2 separate regions of the Oryctolagus cuniculus genome follow, and region 1 is linked to region 2. The links are chromatin contacts, called in public Hi-C maps. All regions are on one chromosome and are shown on one strand. The core of a region is the stretch at or near the end of the contact, and the rest is flanking DNA. Distances in the headings are between cores, read along the strand shown. Region 1 overlaps GLRA3 (glycine receptor alpha 3). Region 2 holds the start of HPGD (15-hydroxyprostaglandin dehydrogenase).

Region 1 (3,952 bases), core at 1,204-3,703, 170 kb after region 2:
CATCTGGGAGTGGACCAACGGAAGGAAGACCTTTCTCTCTGTCTCTCCCTCTCACTGTCTGTAACTCTACCTCTCAAATAAATAAATAAATAAAAATCTTTAAAAAAAAAACAAAATCCATTTCAGATTCTTATTTCTGAAAACATTTGAAGAGTGCCATTATGAACTGGTATTCATAATGACATAAAATTCAGATTTTAATGTGATTAGGCAGCTTAAACATTTAGGAAATGAAATTATAAAATTTTAATATAAATTCAAGATGAATTTGAAATATATCACTAAAATACTTTCATTTACATGCTCAACAGAAGTAATCAGCATGGTAATGGACAGATTTCAAACACAGTAATTCACATAGTCTAATAAAAACTGACGTGCGTTAGCCTTTATAGGAATCTCTATATAACTTCAAATGATTTATTATTTCATAATTTGTCATATAATTACAGCTACATTGTCCCTTTCAGGTTTCCTAGCAATTATAATTACTTTAAAAATATTTGTTATTAAAGCTAAACAAAAATGATTACCAAATTAGACAAAAGTTAGCTGACGTTTTACTTGCAACTAAATCTTATGATATCAAATACATCTAAAATTAAAATGTCATTTGTGCAAAAAAAGATATAATTAAAAGTGAGGAATTATATTTGATTCTCTTTCACCCAAAATAGTATATAGAAAATAATTTCACCTAAAATTGTATATAGATATCAGTGATGAATCTGAAAAAACAGATTTATAGGATGATTAATACAGTTATGAGAACTACTATAATAATAAAAAGTTACTTAAGTTAGTATGTTTTCAAATGGTATATCCTGTTGATTGAATTGTTGCATCAGGAAGGCTTACAATTGAAGTATACAAGCCTTAAATTGTTTATAGCAAATAAATGATAAATTCATAACTCTACTGCCATTAAATTCTGTTTACACTCGTTACCAGATAAATTAAAATGTGTTAAAGATTTCATAAAATTATTTGTTAAATCATCCAATTTTATCATAAGCTACATTCCCAAGATATTTTTCTTGGTGTTCTAATTCATGATTTGTTAATTAAATGATAATATATTTTAGTTAAACATGAAAGACTAAAGAATTTTTGCATAGAAAGGATATATCATAGCTATTTTTTCATGGAAATGACAAAATATCAGTGATTATAATTATGTTAGAGATGAAGGCTTACTTTACAAATGATGATGTTAACTACATCCAGTAGTCCTGACTACTCAGCTATATTCCATAATTTCAAAAGTAGCTATGTAGGGAAATTTTGTGACAATTAGTAACATAGAAAAAAAGTCACTGCTCATAGGAAACATTGTAACTTGGTGTATTTTTTATCATTTTTATGTTTAAAAACAAATGCAGAGAACCCTCATTTTTATAGAGACCTCTATTATTTTTTTAATGTAATTTATGTGCGAGCCAGAGAAAGAATGATTTCCCACTCACAAGTTTACTCCCCAATGGCCCACAATAGCCAGGGCTGGGACAGAACAAAACTGAGAGACTAAGAGCCTGAACTCAATTCAGGCCCTTCATGTGTGCTACCAGGACCCATTCACTTGGGCCCTCATTTACTGCATCCGAGGGAGCACATTAGCAGGAAGCTGTAATTGAGAGTGGAGTTGAGACATAAACTCATGCACTCTGATCTGGAGTATGGGTGTCCCAAATGCCACCTTCATTGTTGGGTCAAATATCTATCTCTGAGGCCAGCACTGTGGAATAGAGGGTAAAGCTGCTGCCTGTGACACCGGCATCCCATATGGCCACTAGTTTAAGACCTGGCTGATCCACTTCCTGTCCAGCTCCCTGCTAATGCACCTGGGAAAGCAGCAGAGGATGGCCCAAGTGTCCATGCCCCTGTACCCATGTGAATCTCCAGTCTCCTGGGTTTGGCTTGGCCTAGCCCTGGCCATTGTGGCCATTTGGGGAGTGAGTCAGTTGATGGAAGATCTCTCTCTCCCTCTCTCTCTTCCTCTTTCTGTGATTCTGACTTTCAAATAAATAAATAAATCTTTTAAAAATGTCTACTCCTATAATCATTATTTCCATTCAGCAATGTTTAGTAGGCCTAAGGACTGGAAATGATATGACTCTCCTTACTGTGACCAAGAAAAAGCAATTTGGCAGAACTTTTTTTTTTCCATAATTGCATTTGTATTTTTCATTCTACTATTAACAAAAATAAATCAACAAATTATTCTAAACCAGCCAGGGAATACTGATAATATAATTCTAAAGAAAAAGGCCCCTTGGGATTTCTGAGAGATTATAAATTTGAGTAAGCATTCTCTAAGTACTTTGGAGACTTCAAAATCTTTTGAAATCTGAGTGGGATACTCATTACATAACCAGTAAGAATTCATTGGTAGGGAACCATGAACCCGGTTGCCTCAGAACAAAAGATATAAAGTAAGCAACCAAAGCAATTGCCAGTATGATTCATACTTCCTAGGTTTTGACCTCAGTATGGAACACTTCTGAGGTTTACCTCTACAATACTTGTGGCCTTCTAATTTTTTTAGGATTATTTTCTCTAAAGTTGCATTCACACATTTTTTCTCATTTTCATGTTCTCATTTTTTTTTTAATTTGGCTGACTTTCCTGTTTATAATCATTACAGAACATTCCTATATCTTTATTTACCTAATTGGTTTTATTTTACTCTTGATCCTTTTTTGGTGAATATACTGGGTTTCTGGATGTTATCTTCTGAATTTTATCTTTTAGATTTATCATCCTGTATATTAGAGAATAATCTTTTAAATCTTTTTTTAAGAATTCAGAAGAATTTTGCTATCTTCTAATGTAATTCACTTATCTTACAAAACAGAAGAGTGAGCTGCTGAAATATTAATGGTTTATATAATTTGTATAGTTTCTTAATGAAAGACTTAAGGATATAATGCATTTTTCTGAGTTCTTCCTCTTGTATAAGTAGCAGCTGATGTACTGTATCATTCAAGGGATCATGGAGTTGGAAGCTGGAGTCATCTCTAGGGAAAGCACCACACAAGTTTTGAACCAATGTGCTATGGAAATGACATTTGGTTCAGGTGAAAAAACTGAGAGTTAAAAGAGTTTTTTGGAGGAAATAAAGAAGAAAGAAAACAGTGACAGTAATAAAGCATGGCAAATGGCTAAATCACAGGAAAAAAACACTGAAATCCTTTAACTTATAAGTGATCTTCTGTATTCAAAATAGTCTACTGAACCTAATGGTTGCTATTCAGCAAAACAAAGCACAGCAAATATTGGCAAGGACGTAGAGAAATTAGAACCTCTGTGCACTGTTGGTGACTGTAAAATGGTGCATCTGCTATGAAAAACAATAAGGTAGATCCTTGAAAAGTTTAAAATGAATCATCTTATTATCCAACAACTTTATTTCTGGGTACATATCTAAAAGAATTGAAAATCAACAAGAGGATATTTGTACATCCGTGTTCACAACATCATTAATCACAGTCATCAAAATCTGGAAGCCTTACAAGTATTCATTGACAGAGGAATGGAGAAAGAAAATGTAGCACATACTTGCAACAGAATATTATTCAGACTTTAAAAGTAAGAAATGTTTGATACATGCTACAACATGGATGAATTTTTAACAAAGAATGCTCAGTGAAATAAATCAGTCAAGAAAAACAAATACTGTGTAATTCCACTTACATGAATCTAAAGTCATTAAATTCATAGAAACCAGAAAAACGGTGCCTTCTGGGAAATGAGGGAAGGGAGGGATGGGGAATTGTGACTTAATGGGTACAGTATTTCGGTTTTGCCAGATAAAAACTTTGAGAGATTAAAAATTATTTTATTTACATCTCACTAGTCCCAGTGATCAATTTCTGTTCACAATTGACCATAATGATAGGACTAAGAACCAAAGGGATCACATAAACAAGAATAGTGTCTGCAAATACTAGCT
Region 2 (4,334 bases), core at 29-2,528:
GGTTCCCTGGCTGGCTGCCTTCCGGTTGCTGCATGCTCCCAGCGTGTTCAGAGTGCATGCATCGATTCCCCTGTCTTACCTCTTAGTTGCTGCTGGTCAGCCACATCACACTGGATGAACAGAGTCTTCTGGGGTTCAAACTGCTCATCCAGGGCGGCTTTACACTTGACACCTGCTTCGAGATTCCAATCCACCAGCGCTACCTATTGGGCGACAGGAGAGGAATGGAAGTCCCGTGCAGCCCACGAAGCAGACGCACAAACAAAAAACAGATGGCAAGACGCTCCCCCTCTTGGACCTGAAACGCTGCAATTAAAGTTCGAGTTCTCCCGCAGCCGCTTTTGCGGTCTGCTCAGCAGCGGCAGCTTCTGCAAGGGGCAAGGTGGGCACGCTGAGCGCAGCCTCGGTGCCTCCTCGGGGGGGCCCCTCGGGTGGCAGGACGCGTGTCGGGGGCTGGGGGCAGCCGCGCTTACCTTGGCTCCCTTGTGCAGCAGCGCCTCTGCAAAGGCTCTGCCTATGCCCTGCGCTGCCCCGGTCACCAGCGCCACTTTGCCGTTCACGTGCATGGTGAGGCAGCTGCTCTGGCTGGCGGTGGGCGAGCTCCGCGTCTCCGCTTGGCCGCTGCTTTTATGGCCCGCGGCGCGCGCGTGTGCAAGCCCGGCCGGGTGCTCTGCTGCCAGGGGGCGGGGATGAAACTGTCAAGCCAGCTCCTAGAAACCCACAACTGTGTCACCTGCCCCTGAACGCTCCGCGGCGCCAAGCTTCGCGATCTTTATCTCCTGGATCCCAGACCAATGCCTCCGCTCTGTGAGTGTGGCTGTCAGCTGCCGGAGAGGCAGAAAGTTTGTTTCTGAGTTTCCTTCAGTGCTCTGAAGACCAAGCTGACAGAAGGGAGCAGAGACAGGCTTGGGAGCTTGGAGTCCTCCTTCTGTTCCCCAACAAGCAAAGGACAACAACAAGAAGTCAAATTGTGGAGATGTTGCTCTTCTTTCTCACAGTCTGAGTTCCCATCTCAGGACCCTTGGGAAGGGGATGAGGGACGTCGTTTTTAAGTCAGTGGCGTTTTTAACAAGCTTGCAGGGAGACTGGATATGAAACCCTGCATCCTATCGCTTCTAGAATCCTCCTGTGTGTCGTTGTAAGGGTGTCCCGCAAGAACTGTCATCCCCTCCAGGAGGACTCCCAGAGTCTGCGCGAGCCTGGGGAATTGCTGGTTCAATGGAATGTTTACTGGTTGAATCACACTGGCCCCGGCGGCGGCTCGCAGCAGAGAGTGGGGACAGAGGTTCCTGCCCTCCAGGAACTTGAGTGCTAGCTGTGTCTTGAGAAAGGCATTCAGGAGGAGCTACTCCGCGGACCCGGTCTCCTTTTCTCCAGTGATCAGCCACAGGCTCCGACTGTAATTCTGTCAGCTCAGCGTTAATTTCGTAAACAAGGAATTCTAAGCTTGGAGGGGATGGCGCTTGGGCAGAAGAGTGAGACCAGGAGCAGAAAAAATTTCTTCCATGTAGGGTCTTTGTTGGCTTGCAGAAGGAGACATGGAAGGGATCAGCTAAGCAGGGAAGGGAAGTTTGGGGTGGCTGTGTGAAATGTATGTTGTTGATAATCCACCGAAGCAGAAGTTTTCAAACCTGATTTGAAATCGGGTCTTGAAGGAATGTTGAGACATTAAGACAGGAAGATAGATATTTTCATTTTGTCATGATAATTAAAATAGTCACACAAAGAGTAACTTGAGAATAATAAATACATTTATGAAGGTAACAAATTCCAGCATGTACAGGACAGAGAAGAACTTCCCTCAGGAGGGTACTGCCAAGCAGAAAAGGGCAGCCAGAGTCACCCAGGAGCAAGTGGGGGAAGAGAGTGACAATACTTACGGGGGGAAACAATGTGAAGAATAAAGGAGTGGTTAATAACACAAAGTACTCTGATGGACACGAGAGAAGAAAGAATGGAGAAATGTTTTGCATGTCATGAAAATAATTAGTGTGAGTCAATTTAAAAGGTATAGGAACTAAATGGTTGACATTTAAAGAGAAAATGGCTAGTGAGAAGATGGCTATTACTATAGATTCAAGACCAGCTTTACATGGCAATGTATAGACTGAACAGCAGTTGGAATGAGTAGAGGCGACTAAAGTTTTCTTCTAAGAATGGGCAGGAGGATAGACTGTGATTAAAAGGCTGGACTCAAGGAGGATGAGAACTGAAAGAACAGGAAGCAGGGGTGAGGGGTGAGAAGTTGCAGCACAAGCATTGGATTCAGACAAAGGCACTTTGGGTCTTATCTCTGCTACTGACGTGCTGTGTGACCTTGGGCAAGTTGCTTCAACTCTGCACGCCTCAGATTCCTTATTAATAAAGCAACAGTTAGGCAATGCATAGAATGCACTATCTTCCTGATGTGAAGTAGTAACACAATAATGCTAATGGAAGCTAATTGTTTTTTGATTACTAACAAATAATACATGTGAGATACAAGTAGTGAAAAATGTGAGGAAAAGTGCTTTGAGCACATGGGCAGGATTGGGATCTAGGGAAGAGTTAGCATCCCTTAGCCCTTTTCTTTCCTCTCAACTTCCATAACAGCCCATGTCTTTATTCAGACCCTTATACTTTGTCCTATGATACAAACAACAGTTAGCCTCCTGATTTCTCTCTCTCTCTCTCTCTCTCTCTCTATATATATATATATATATAGCATCCAAATTTCTTCTTCCATTCAGCTTTCTCAGCCTTCTCACAAAAAGTTCTAAAACAGTCCGATCATATTTAGACATTCTCATGTTAAATCCCTTAAGATTAGGGAAAGCATTTGCCACAGCAGTAAATATTCTGCTTGGAACATCTACATCCCGTATTAGACTGCTTGGGCTTGCAGCTGATTTCGACTTCCTCCTAGTGTACATCACACCCTTGGAGGCAGTAGGTGATGGCAGAAGTAGTTGGATTCTGCTATCTACCTGGGAGTTGTGGATTGAGTTTCCAGCTCCTGTCTTTGGCCTAGCCCCAGTTATTGCTAGCATTTTGGGAGTGAATCAGCAGATGGGAAATCTCTGTGTCTCTCTGTCTCTGCATTTCAAAATAAATACACAAAATCCTGAAAATCTCCTAGCTCCAGGAAACTGTATAATGAGGGGTTCTATGTCCCATATAGTTCTTGAAATCGCTCTTTATTTGTGTTCTAGGAACCACTGTCAGTTACAATTTACTCCACTCTCCAAGCCTTCAGACCTTTGCCATACAATACCTGCTCACCCGAGTATCCTTCCCCTCCCATCTTCCTCACCTGCTTGCCTCCTCAGCTGGCAAATCTGCGGTGTGAGAACACAAATCACATCATGATGGGTTTACTATTCCTCAGCGTCTGCACAGTGGGTTACGTCCTTGTCTCTGGTTATCTGCCAGGATCCAGCACAAAGTCACCAAAGTGTGTGCTCAACACATGCTGAATGAAGGAGAGTACAGTTAACGTGAGATTAGAAAAAGTGGGAATTTTCCCTAGATGATGAGATTTCTCATATACTGTGATTATACCTCTATATAATAGTGAGATTAAAAAACAAATGTTGTGAGGGCCAGAGGCCCTGGGAAAGGAAGGCAAGGGTTCCCTGCTCACATTCCTCTCCCCAGCCCCTCAGGCTACCTGAATACACAATCCTGGCCTCCCCACATGCACGACTTCAGTGTTTTTCCCAACCTGACGACCATCAGAGGCAGAAGCCTCTACAACCAGGGCTTCTCCTTGTTGAACATGAAGAACTTGAATATTGACGTCTTTGAACCTCCAACCCCTGTAGGAGATTAGTGCTGGGCATATCTTTGTAAGTGTCAATTGGCAGTAGTGCTGCCACCATTCTCTGAACTGAACCTAGATGCTCTGGGGGCCTGAGGAACAGAGACTTGACATCAAGCATAATCAACCATGCAGGGAGTGTGTGGCAGAGGGCAGAGTGTGTGACCATGGTATTCCCTTGGGGGATGCTGGGTCCCAGACCCCAGTCAGTGCCTATCCTGTGGAAACTACAGCTGAAGAGGTGTCTGTGTGACCCATTGCAGCTTTCTGAATGGGGAGCCTCGTGAGTTTGCCCATGAGGCCGAATGCTTCTCCTGCTACCCGGAATGCCAACCCATGGAGGGCACTGCCATGTGCAATGGTTCGGGCTATGATACTTGTGTTCAGTGTGTCCACTTTCAAGATGGCCCCCACTGTGTGAGCAGCTGTCGCAGTGGGGTTTTAGGTGCTAAGGGCTCTATCTATAAGTATCCGGATGGTCACAGCGAATGTTGGCCCTGCCATGAGAACTGCACTCAGGAGTGTAAGGGAACAG

The links. Hi-C and Micro-C count contacts between places; a contact is called where the count stands out from the background.
Region 1: a Hi-C map of an unstated tissue shows a contact between it and region 2, with 1.8 times the contacts expected there. The contact joins the enhancer-like site here to the promoter of HPGD in region 2. A contact is called at or near these places in 2 of 6 Hi-C or Micro-C datasets (skin fibroblasts and an unstated tissue).

What each region holds. Positions count from the first base shown.
Region 1 is chr2:57,137,263-57,141,214 of mOryCun1.1, forward strand. The region is part of intron 5 of GLRA3 (glycine receptor alpha 3); the gene reads right to left. Among named protein-coding and RNA genes, the nearest start is that of GLRA3, 130 kb to the right of the region's middle. Within about 2 kb of position 2,454, at least 1 of the 8 cell types and tissues checked has an H3K27ac peak or open chromatin away from gene starts, as enhancers often do.
Region 2 is chr2:56,965,635-56,969,968 of mOryCun1.1, forward strand. It overlaps HPGD (15-hydroxyprostaglandin dehydrogenase), which reads right to left and starts at 1,279. Exons shown (of 7, transcript XM_002709322.5): 1 at 474-1,279; 2 at 80-203. The coding sequence starts at 566. It also overlaps the pseudogene LOC100349218.